2 separate regions of the Mus musculus genome follow, and region 2 is linked to region 1. Evidence: chromatin contacts called from public HiCAR-type data. All regions are on one chromosome and are shown on one strand. Each heading gives the region's core, a stretch centred on a gene start, on an enhancer-like site or on the middle of the called end of the contact. The rest is flanking DNA. Distances are from core to core; before and after follow the strand shown.

The links. HiCAR-type assays count read pairs that join an accessible place to other places.
Region 2: a HiCAR-type map of astrocytes shows a contact between it and region 1, with 3 times the contacts expected there. The contact joins the promoter of Pus10 here to the promoter of Mdh1 in region 1. A contact is called at or near these places in 3 of 39 promoter capture datasets (the C10 cell line, hippocampal neurons and liver) and 1 of 115 datasets of contacts at active chromatin or transcription factors (astrocytes).

The regions. Positions count from the first base shown.
Region 1 is chr11:21,568,656-21,574,242 of GRCm38.p6, reverse strand. It overlaps Mdh1 (malate dehydrogenase 1, NAD (soluble)), which reads left to right and starts at 2,309. Exons shown (of 9, transcript NM_008618.3): 1 at 2,309-2,513. The coding sequence starts at 2,511. Wdpcp (WD repeat containing planar cell polarity effector) reads right to left here and starts at 1,962. Exons shown (of 18, transcript NM_145425.3): 1 at 1,873-1,962.
Region 2 is chr11:23,662,539-23,668,125 of GRCm38.p6, reverse strand. Pus10 (pseudouridylate synthase 10) reads right to left here and starts at 2,134. Exons shown (of 18, transcript NM_028304.3): 1 at 1,673-2,134; 2 at 712-848. The coding sequence starts at 837. It overlaps Pex13 (peroxisomal biogenesis factor 13), which reads left to right and starts at 2,243. Exons shown (of 4, transcript NM_023651.5): 1 at 2,243-2,379. The coding sequence starts at 2,282.

The DNA.
Region 1 (5,587 bases), core at 1,060-3,559:
GACACACTTTACCACTAATGGAACCCAAGGCAGAAACTGAAGCAAAGACCATAGAAAAATTCTGCTTACTGATTTGTTCAGCTACCATATATTTGAACTCCTGTCTTGATTCCTTCAATGATGAACAATGACATAATGTGGACACATGAGCCAAAAAGACCCTTTCCTCCCTAAGTTACTGCAATAATAACCCTAAAACAGCCAGCAATAGTGGTGGCACACGCCTTTAATCCCAGAACTCGGGAGATTCTCTCCCTCTCAGTGACTCAAGTTTGTGTTAAACTGATGAAAACTAACCAGCCCACCAAAACAGAGCACATCTTTCAACAATTACTCACCAGACCACCATGTTACCATTAGGAATTACAGAGTTTTGTTTCATGCTACAGTGGTTCCTGAAAGGCAGTAACTAAAACTGCTATCCTAAAGTCCCAGAGCAGATTAGAACAATCACTATCAAATCAGCTCCAGCCCTTCTCTCTTCACTTGAAAATCCTGTAATCTCTCCCTCAACCATCAAGTGAAACTGGAGGCAAGTCATGCTATCTCTAGAGTGTGATATTTGCACATATGGTTGTTCAGTAGGAAGTACTATAAAGTAACAGAACTAATGCCTATTAGAAAACCAAGAAGAAACAGAAACTACAGAGACATGCCCTGGAATTTGAGAGTCCCTGACACAGAGGTAACATTTAGAAATGCAACCCACAAATGAACTAAATGTGGACAGAGACACAGGAAGCATTCCATTATAAAAAGATCAGTGCTCAAGAACAAAATTAAGGCATCAAATGAATAAAGTGATTCTAGGAGTCATTCAAGTACCCTACAGTCTATTGAAACCTAAATGCTATTGGACCCAGAAGTGGCTAGTTTTATGTCAACCAGACACAAGCTACAGTCAGTCTTAAGTTAAGAGGAATTCTCAATTGAAAAGAAAAATGCTTCCACCATAAAGATCGGGCTGTAGACAAGCCCATAGGGCATTTTCTTAATTACAGATTGATGGGGAAGAGCCCAGTCCTTTATGGGTGCTGCCATCTCTGGGCTGGTGGTCCTGGGTTCTATAAAGAAGCAGACTTAGCAAGCCATGAGGAACAAACCAATAAGCAGCACTCCTCCATGGTCTCTGCAACAGCTCATGCCCTCCATATTCCTACTTATTCTGAGTTCCTCGAATGATGGGCCAAAATGTGGAAGAGTAGGCCAAATAAATCCTTTCCCCTAACCTGCTTTTGGTCATGGTGTTTCATCGCAGAAATAGAAGCCCTGACTAAGGCATCATATTTCTCTCTCCAAATACTAAATCTTCCAAAAACAAAACTGAAGCCATCCACCATCCATTTAATAGTGACAGAAAATTCTGACGTTAGACCAAGAGCATATTCATTGGTCTGTTCCAAGGCACATGTTTTCGAATATCCGTACAACAAACGGAGAATACAGATTTCCCTTAACAACTTTCATTTTAAATGAAAGCCTCTTGAGATGTTTTAGCTGCTAACATTTCGCCTGAAACAATCAGTGTCTCCCAACTTCCCCTGGAAGTAACAGGTTTCCAAAAAGAGAATGAGCAAAAAGTGTCAATATTCACAGTCGGCAAAGAAAATTAGATCGGTACACCACAAGTAAACACAAGGAAGGGGCTCACTCCACAAACAAAACTTTCTGACTTTACTTTGGAAAAGTTACACTGACTCAAACTGCAAGACACTCTTCGTCCCTCCTGAAAACTGTGGCATCCACACGCTCCTGACACTAACAGGGGACTCCGGAGGTCGCCCACAACCACCGGCTTCGGATTCAGGATACGCGCATCAGTGCCGCACCCTGTTCTGACCCCCAGATAAAAACCCTCGGGGCCGAGCTCACCAGCCTGGGACGTGAGAACACAGCTCCACAAGCTCTTGGTCTGGAGAGCGCTCAGGTGAGGCTGCCTCGTCGCCTAGCAACGGTGAAGCTGCCCGTTCTTCCGCAAGCGTCAATTCCTCCCGCCTCTGAGAGAGTTTTTAAAAGGTTTTGTTTCCGGGTCGAGCGGGCTTTAAGCAACGGAAGGTCTCTTAGCCGCCCTTGTTTAGTCTTGGGGGAGGATAGATTCTCGGTGGAGCGACGTGTGCTGTCGCTCAGGGGTCGTTTCTCCTCCCTCGAGTTAACGCCTCCTCTCCTGCCAATTGCTGAGCGCCATCAGGCAGGCGCCTCACTCAAAGCACCAACCCTCTGCTCACAGACGCGCTCCAATCACCGAGGCTCAGCCCCGGGACTACTTTGCAGCGAGGCGCGTAGGAAGAAGGGGTTTGGGGGAATTGTAGTTTAGCACTGTCAGGAATGCACGAAGGTGGGCGCCAGAGGTCGCCGGAAGAACTACACTTCCCAGAAAGGGCCGTGTCTCCAGCCGAACCTTTGCGGGCCAGCCCCGCGTTCTCTCCCAGAGTCTGTTCCGCTGTAGAGGTGACCTGACTGCTGGAGACTGCCTTTTGCAGGTGCAGAGATCGGCCTTGCAGTTTGCAATAATGGTGAGTGTGGGCTCCTGGAACCTGCAGCAGCTCCGGCCTCTCGGCCTCCTCCTGCGCTTGATGCGCTTTTAAAAAGCAGTAATGCCGGGAGCTGTCCTCCGCGCGGTTTGCAAAATCTGACTCATTCTCACGACTGTCGCAGTAACCCAGATACTGGAAAGGGGTTCGCAAGGACTCTAGAGAAATCACTGTCCTTGGAAAGTCGGGTCTCAGTCCTTGCGCAGGAGGGACAAAATTTTCTCCGAAGGACCTTAAAGGATTTGTTGTGGGGGATGAGAATTATGGGAGGGGAAGAATTAGGTCCTAACACTATTTTGCCTCTTAAGCTCTTGGAAAGAATAGGCCTCTGATGTTGATTTACCGGTAGTGCTCCAGGTTATGATCCCAGTTTTCAGGAGACATGTTTCCACCATATTTGATTTAAAAGAAAACAAATGTTACTGAAAACCTATTCTTGATCTCCGTTTGTAATGACAGGACTAGCATCGCTAGTCAAACAGTGCCGATATTCTTTACTACTCTGTCATAAATTCTGAAGGCCTCCTTGCAGATGTAACGTAACCATCTTGTTGAAGCTCTAGATCTATCTTGTCCTCAGCGGGCGGAGGGGGGTGACGTGAAAGAGAGCTCTGACGTAGGACTAATCTTCATGCTGTTTGAAGGTGACATTTGCCACCAGACTGGAAATTGCTAAGTACTTTGAAATTTACATTTTAAAAATACGTGTTGTCCTTTAATATCAAGATGGGAAATGTGAGATGAATTGAAAATTTTTGGATGAATTGGAAATTTCACAGAACCCAAGGAGACATGTTTTCAAACAAGGACAAAAACTCCCTCAATCTCTATAAGAAACCCTAAGGGAATAATTACTAATTTCCAGTCATTGTTGCCTAGTTATTTTGACACATAAGTAGTTATTTAAATTATGGCTTAAGCAGTCTCTGTCTTAATAATTTTAGTAATAAAGTGGCACTAGTTATCCAAGAACTTCAGACTTTAGGCTGTTAGGCCTATATGAAAACCTTTTTACAATCATCTTATCCAAAACCCCACTTTAAATACTAAAATTTAATTTGTTGAGACTCAGAATGCGAGTTGCTCAAGGTCATAAGGCTTGCACCTAGGGTCTCTTGTTCTTCCCATTTACCAGGATTGTATTATGTGTTTGGCAAATCACTTCATAATCCCCTTTAGGAAATAAGTCCACAGAATCAGCATGTAACATCTGATAGCTTTGTTACATGTCATTCAGAGTGTTGAAATTCTGAAGTTAAAGGGGCATTTAAGGATTGTTTCATCTAATCTTAAAACAGCCTGTCATGGTCCTTGATTTCCCAAGGTCAGAGAGATCCAGGGCCCCTAGTTAGAGTGTAGAGTTTGTTATTCACTAGATGGAACTGGCCTCACCCTTAGAAGGTCACATCTGGGCCAGAAGACATGAGTTGTTCCAGGTAGAAGAGTTCTGTGATGTTGCAGTCTCACATGATTCATAACCATCTTGCCTCCTGGGAAGAGGATGCAAGCAAATTGCTGCTTTAGAAAAGACCTGTCAGTTCCAGTCACCGTGGTGGTACACGTCCTAAATCCCAGCTCTTGGGAGGCTCTGTGATTTCAAAACCAGCTTGGACTACATACTAAGTTCCAGGCCAGCCAGGGCTGCACAGGGAGACCCTGTCTCATAAAAAAAGAAAAGAAAAAAAAAAAAAAAAAAAAAAGAAAGAAAGAAAAAAAAAGCTGTCCTTTTTTTTTTTTTTTTGACAATTCAAATCCTTTTTAAAAGGAACTCTGTCATTGTCCATAGGGGAATCAGCTAAGGACACCTAGAGGAATCTGAATGATACTGTTTGTCTTTTATATTGCAGAAAAATGTGCAAATAGAAAGTAAAAAGAGAATGCTATTCTGGGGAATAACAGAGGGAAAACTTAAAGCTTTACAACTAAACAATACATTCTCAAAGCAGCCTGTAACCGCAGGAAGGTCATTAATGCCCCGCAAGAGAGAAGCCATTCCTTTTTGGGTGTTGGCAACATGCCCAGATATCTGAGCAGAGAATAGTAACCCACACTGGCACTGTTACACTGTGTGTGACAAGTCAGTGAGGCTCTCCTCCCCCCTGCTTCTCAACTGCAGTATCTCAGGAAAGCAGGAGGAACCAAACTGGTGTCTCCTTTACCTACTTCATCATCAGACCTTCAAATACTAAGGTAACCCCTTAAGCCGGAAGTCACCAGGCACAGAAGGAAACTGCTAGGATAGAATTAACTGTTGATTCTTGGCCACAGCCTCTTCACTACAGGCTGTGATACTGGGAACACGTTTTTAATAAATGGCTACATAATACTGTCCTGGCCATCAGCTAGACTAGGTTGAACTTTAAGAGGAGATTGGCACTTTCCCCTCCGTTCTTACCCAGCTTCCCTCACGTTGTTCAAGTTGAACTTGGGGGCTTTGGGCAGTGGTGATCTTTTGTTGTTTTAGAGTCTCACAGTAGCCCACACCGGCCTTACTCTTAGAAATCTCAACTTCCTGTTCCCCTATCAGCCCTAGGATTGCCGCCACACGTCACCATGCCTGGTGGCAGTGTGCTTTTGTTTTTGTTTTATCTTTTTTTTTTTTTTTTTTTTTTGACTACCTTTTAGCTTCACCCTTATGTTATTCATTTACATGACAGTTTACATTGAAACCTGTATGAAGAGCACAAATTTTAGTCAAAGGAAAACTGCTCTGAGGAGAACCTCACACTCTAGCCTAGATGACAGATGTGTAGATATATAACTGCTGGGGTTAAAGGTGTGTACTCCACTGCCTGGCTGAAACACCTTCACTTTTAAAAAGCACATTCATTCACTCTCCTTCCAGCTGTGTGCATTTCAGTCTTTGTGGAAGCTTACTTAGGCAATGGAGCTACTTCTTAAGCAAGTATTTGAGTTCCAGCTGTGTACCTGTTTTTATCTACCTGGTGGGATGTAACAGTGGCTAGAATTCAGATTGTAGGAAGATTGAGAAATAGGCAAAACCCAGAGGATAGGGAACAGCCTCTCCCTTCTCATTTCTTAACTTCAAAAGAAAG
Region 2 (5,587 bases), core at 885-3,384, 2.1 Mb before region 1:
ATGAATTGTCCTGTTGCTTTGCATTAATGTATGTAAGAAGCAATATCTAGTGGTATTGTGTTTAGATGCCCTTTATAAAATGTCTTCACAAATATTAAATGTAGCAAAAAAAAAAAAAAAATCCCACCATAGACCTCTCTCTGCACTAACTGTTAAATGATAGTTACCTGAAAATAGTTATATTCCTACATCAAGTTTTTAAGGTAATTGCAGTTTCAAAATTACCTTTGTAGGAATAATTTTATTAATCTTCCTTCTTTTTTTTGATATTTTTTTAATTAGGTATTTTCCTCGTTTACATTTCCCATGCTATCCCAAAAGTTCCCCCATACCCACCCCCCCAATCCCCTACCCACCCACTTCCCCTTTTTGGCCCTGGCGTTCCCCTGTACTGGGGCATATAAAGTTTGCAAGTCCAAAGGGCCTCTCTTTCCAGTGATGGCTGACTAGGCCATCTTTTGATACATAGGCAGCTAGAGACAAGAGCTCCGGGGTACTGGTTAGTTCATATTGTTGTTCCACATATAGGGTTGCAGTTCCCTTTAGCTCCTTGGGTACTTTCTCTAGCTCCTCCATTGGGGGCCGTGTGACCCATCCAATAGCTGATAATCTTCCTTTTTTAGTGGAATTATATGTTACTCACAGGACTCAAAGCTAGTGACATTCATTCCAAACTATAAAAAAACATTCTTTAATTTAAAAAGAATATACCTTGGATGGGTGTTTGTAAGGTGCGGGAAGATCCACACCACAGAATCTTAAGATGCATCTTGGACAGGTGCCAGAACTGAACAACAGCTGTGCCACGTGCTTGTTCTCCTCAGTCAGTGGAAGCATACTAGAAGAAACTAAAATGAGCACTTTCAGTATTCTACAGCTACGTGCTGTATTTATGTCCTTAAAAAGAAAAGCTTTCATTTGAAAAATTCTATTTTGTACCCTTCAAATACTGCTTGTCATATCTATATTCTAAAATATGAACTTGACTAAGTGAGTATGTGGATTACAGGGGAGAGGAACAAAGAAAGACAAGCTTGCTCTGGACATGACATTAAAAACTTTCCGATTCCGGGACTTGGGACCACTCAGGGTTGCCTGTGTAAACCTTTCAAGGAAGTACTTACAATATGGGAATATACTCTATTAAAGAAAAAAAAATCAAGAAACTCCATGTGGCCAAGTATTTATTTCAGTTTCATAATCCCGTCTATCAGTTCACTTAACCTATTAATTTAATGTTAAGTAAAGAGTCTATGAGGAGTTGGAAATAATTATGTAAAAATGCATCTTCTTGCCAGGTGTAAGCGCTCACGCTTATAATTTCAGTACACAAGAAACAAGAAGATCTCCATGAGTTCAAAGCTAACCTAGGCTAAATAGAGAATCAAAGCCAGCGGGGGAGAGGGGGGTAGCTGAAACAGTCTTGAGTTTCACACCATAAGATCTTTTTTAATGCATTTCCTCCTGCACAGGCATAGTTCGTCCTCTGGCATGGGAGTAGGGGAAAGGTAAGGGGAAAGCTCTGTTCTGGCCAAACAAGCCCTTAACTCTATGTGCTGAGGTTCTAGAAACTTACCACTCACTCCACCTGACTAACAAACAAAAGGGACTGCAGCTACGCCTCTTCGACACCCAGTCCCTAACCCCTCACCTCGTACTTCCTAGGCCTTACCTTCTCCCAAGATGCCGCAGCCGAGTCTTAACCCTTTTCGGCCCTGGGTGGGAACGGGGAAGAGTAAAGACAGCGCACCTACTGCGCTCAGCCGTTGTGTTCCCCAAGAAAACCAGAGCTTTACAACGAAAGTACCAGGCCCCTCACGAGAGGAATGCAGGAACCCCCTCGTCTTACACGGTGACCTGTAAGGCTGTCCGCCTGGCAGCCTGCACTCCCCCTAGCTCTACGAACGAAAGACTGCGAGGGGCTTTACTGCTAGCCTTAAAGGGTCGGCCGGCAAAGGAGCCTCCGACGGACTCGGCACCTAGGTCGTAGTAGCTGCTGCCAGAAACGTCGATGAGCCCCTACTCAAATTTGAAACCCAGACTAGGGAAAAGAAAGAGGGACGTCCCGCTCTCCCGACTCCCGACCCCCTCCCACACCCCAGCAAATTAGCTGTTCCCTTCCTCCTTCCTCCAGCTTCGCCTGACCACACGCCTTGGCCTGACGTCAGGCGTGGGCGGGGCGGAGGGCTCGGTGTTCTGCCTGTCGTGCCTGGCAAGCGAGGCGCTCCTTCACCCAGCCGTCGCAGTCGCTTCCCTGAGCCGGAGCGGAGCTGGCGGAGAGATGGCCTCCCAGCCGCCGCCGCCCCCCAAACCCTGGGAGTCTCGCAGAATTCCCGGGGCCGGCCCCGGGCCGGGCTCCGGCCCCGGCCCCACTTACCAGTGAGTGTGAGGTGTTTGGGCCGCGACTTTGGAGGCCAGAGCGGGGACTTGGCAGGAGGCGGTTGAAGCCGTTATTGGGGGGAGGCGTCGCTTCCCGCTGCCGGCCCGGGGCGAGTGCAGAGCGGGTCTGGAGTCTGCTGGCTGTACGACCGCCCGTTCTTCCCCCGGGCGCCCCGCCGGCCCCACGGATGCAGGAGCTAGAAAGAAAAGCGGCGCTTCCCTGCCTTTTCGCTTTTGCGGGACATGGGGGGGCGGGACAGCCTGACCCGCTTCAAAGCGACGAGCTTGGGTCTGCTGCCGAGCGCGACGTTGGCCCAGCCAGGACAAGGATAGAGAGCAAAAGTCATGGAAAAGCTTTACAGCCTCTCCAGAAGTTGGTTGAACGACCCAAAGGTCACGTTTACGCAACATGGAATCCAAGCTCTTACCCTTGGCTTTCTTTTCTAGCATAACTTAACGTTTAGGTTGAGGGTTGAAAGAATTCTAAGACAGGAATTCGAGGTCTGTGGGTAGCCTTTGTGTACAAAATTGTGTGTGTGACTGTCGTCTAAGGCCTATAAAGTTTTTATTTGCTTTGATTTAAATCAGTAACAAATGGGTCTGCAACTTTTAAAAATTTAAAACAGAATTAGAGTTTCAGGAACCTGTGTTTTCTTTGGATAAATAGATACCTTAATCCAGGCGACATGATTTCAGAGCAAGTTTGTACGTTTTCCTGGCGCGTAAAAATCTCTGTACGTTGGAGTACTTTTCTCTTATTGGAAAATCTGGTGCTCTTTTAAAAGTACTAAAACACTTGGGCACAGTAACTAATAGATACAATTAGAGTGATAAGCTGTATTTTTCGTGTTAAAGCAACACTTATTGGTGATACTTTCATTAGAATGTTTCTAAGTGTGTTCTTTGCTATCCCGTTAAACTTCTCTGAACATTACTTAGCCTTCTGGGTTTGTTGTTGTTTTGTTGTATGTGCCTTAAATTTTATGATTGTTTTCTGTACCTGTTTATATTTGTTTTACTAATGGTATGCAATTATGGGTTATTCCATTAATGTTGAACTTATCTTGCATTTTTAAATGAACCTACTTAGCTTCCTTTTTTTAATATACTGTCCTGGATTCTGTATTATTTTAAGATTTATGTTCCTATGTGATATTGGATTCCTTTTTTAAATTATACTTTTGTCTTTATATCAGTTTTTTAATGAGAAAATTTTGCACTGAAAATTTTTTTATTGAAAAGTTAACATTTTATTTCTTTAGGTAGATGATTTTTCTCTTTAAGATTTTATTGGGGCTGGCTGGAAAGATGACTCAGCAGTTAAGAGCACTGACTGCTCTTCCAGAGGTCTGGAGTTCAATTCCCAGCAACAGCATGGTGGCTCACAACCATGAGTTGTGATCCAAGAAGGCATGAGATCCAATGCCTTCTTCTGGTGTGTCTGAAGATAGCTATATATTGAAAATAAAATAAATAAACCAAAAAAAAGAAAAAAAAGATTTTATATAATACCTAGGTCCTCTGTGATATAACTATACACGTATAATCTGTATTTTTCCATCCATTTCAGTACCTACAGTATGCAGTACTCAAAGTATTTAAGAAATCACTTATTCATTTCTCTTTTTTTTTCTGTCTTTTATTCCTTTCTTTCTGTGTGTCTTTCTTTCTTTCTTCCTAGACAGATGTCTTGCCAGAGAGACAGGGTAGCCTTGAGCTCCCAGTGGTCTTTCTACCTAAACTTCCGCAGTGTTGGGACTTACAGGCAATCGCCTTCTGAATTTTTCTTAACTCACCAAAGTTTTTAACATAATTATACCTTTAAATATTGTTTGAACACTCATCTTCAAACCAGTGGTTCTCAATCTTCCTAATGCTACAACCCTTTAATACAGTTTTTCATGTTATGGTGACCTCAATCATAAAATTATTTTTGTTGCTACTTCATAAATATAATTTTGCTACTGTTAGGAATCATAATGTAAATATTTTTGGAGATAAAAGGTTGCCAAGAGGGTTATGACCACAGGCTAAGAACCTCTAAACATTGTATCTGGTACAAGAAGCATTATCTAATGTGCTTTGAACTGTAAAAATGCCTACTGTTGTTAGCAAGGAATCTAGAGATCATCTGTCTTAACATCAAGAGACCTAATTTTGTTCCTGGCTTTTTGCTTTTGGTAGCTTTTTGATAATTTCAGTCATTTCTTATTCTTGCCTAAAAATGTCCCCACCCTGAACCACTGCCAGCTGCTTTCACTATTTTTCTGATTGTTTGACGTAGGTTGGTTGGTTGGTTGTTTTTCAGCATTGAACTACTTTAGGCTTCTATATGCATTTTTATTCTGAGTAGGAGTTGTAGGAATACTTAGGTCTGACTTTGGTATCTTTCATGAATTTCAGAAATTTTTCAGCTTTTTTTTTTTTTGTCTTAAAATATTGCTTGTTTGTTGTCTCTTTATACTCCCCTCTTTTTAATTTTTGTCCTTTTTTTTTCTTTTTCCTTTTCTTTGTTTTTTTTCTTTTCCTTTTCCTTTTTCTTTTTCTTTTGTATCTTTGACACAGTCTAGCTAGATTGCCCAGGTTGACTTCGTACTCAAGATCCTCTTTTCTCAGCCTCCCAGGTTACAGGCATGAATGACAATACTACCTGGCTAAGGTGCAGGGCCGGGAGAGGGGGGCGGTTAGTACGCTCACAGATCTGTGTCTAGAGGCCAAAGGTCAACCTCAGGCGTCCTCCCCTGTCACTGTCTACCTTACACCTTAAATTTTGAGGTAGGGTCTCACTGAACCTGGGACTAGCCTAGACTGGACTGTTTGCAGGCGAGACCCTGGGAACCTCCTGTTTCCTCATCTCTGGAGTATAGAAACATGTCTCCATGAAAGTGCTGAGGATCCAAACTCAGTCCTTACACAACAAGGACTTCGCCTTCTCAGCCAACTCCTTAGCCCTAAGCCTTGATTTGTTTTTTTTAATATAACCTGTATCTAATTAAACCAGCCATTGAGTTCATAGATTGAAAGGTTTTTGTTTTCTTTGGAATTTCCTTTCAGTCTGATTTTATGTCTTCTATGACTTGCTGAGAAATCCTTGTCTTTACATTTAAAATCTGTTTCATTTTCTGGATTTCTCTGTAGCTATGGAGCTCTGTATTGTTAATGTTCTTTTAAAGAAACATATAGTGTTGTCATCATGGAGGCCCAGTTT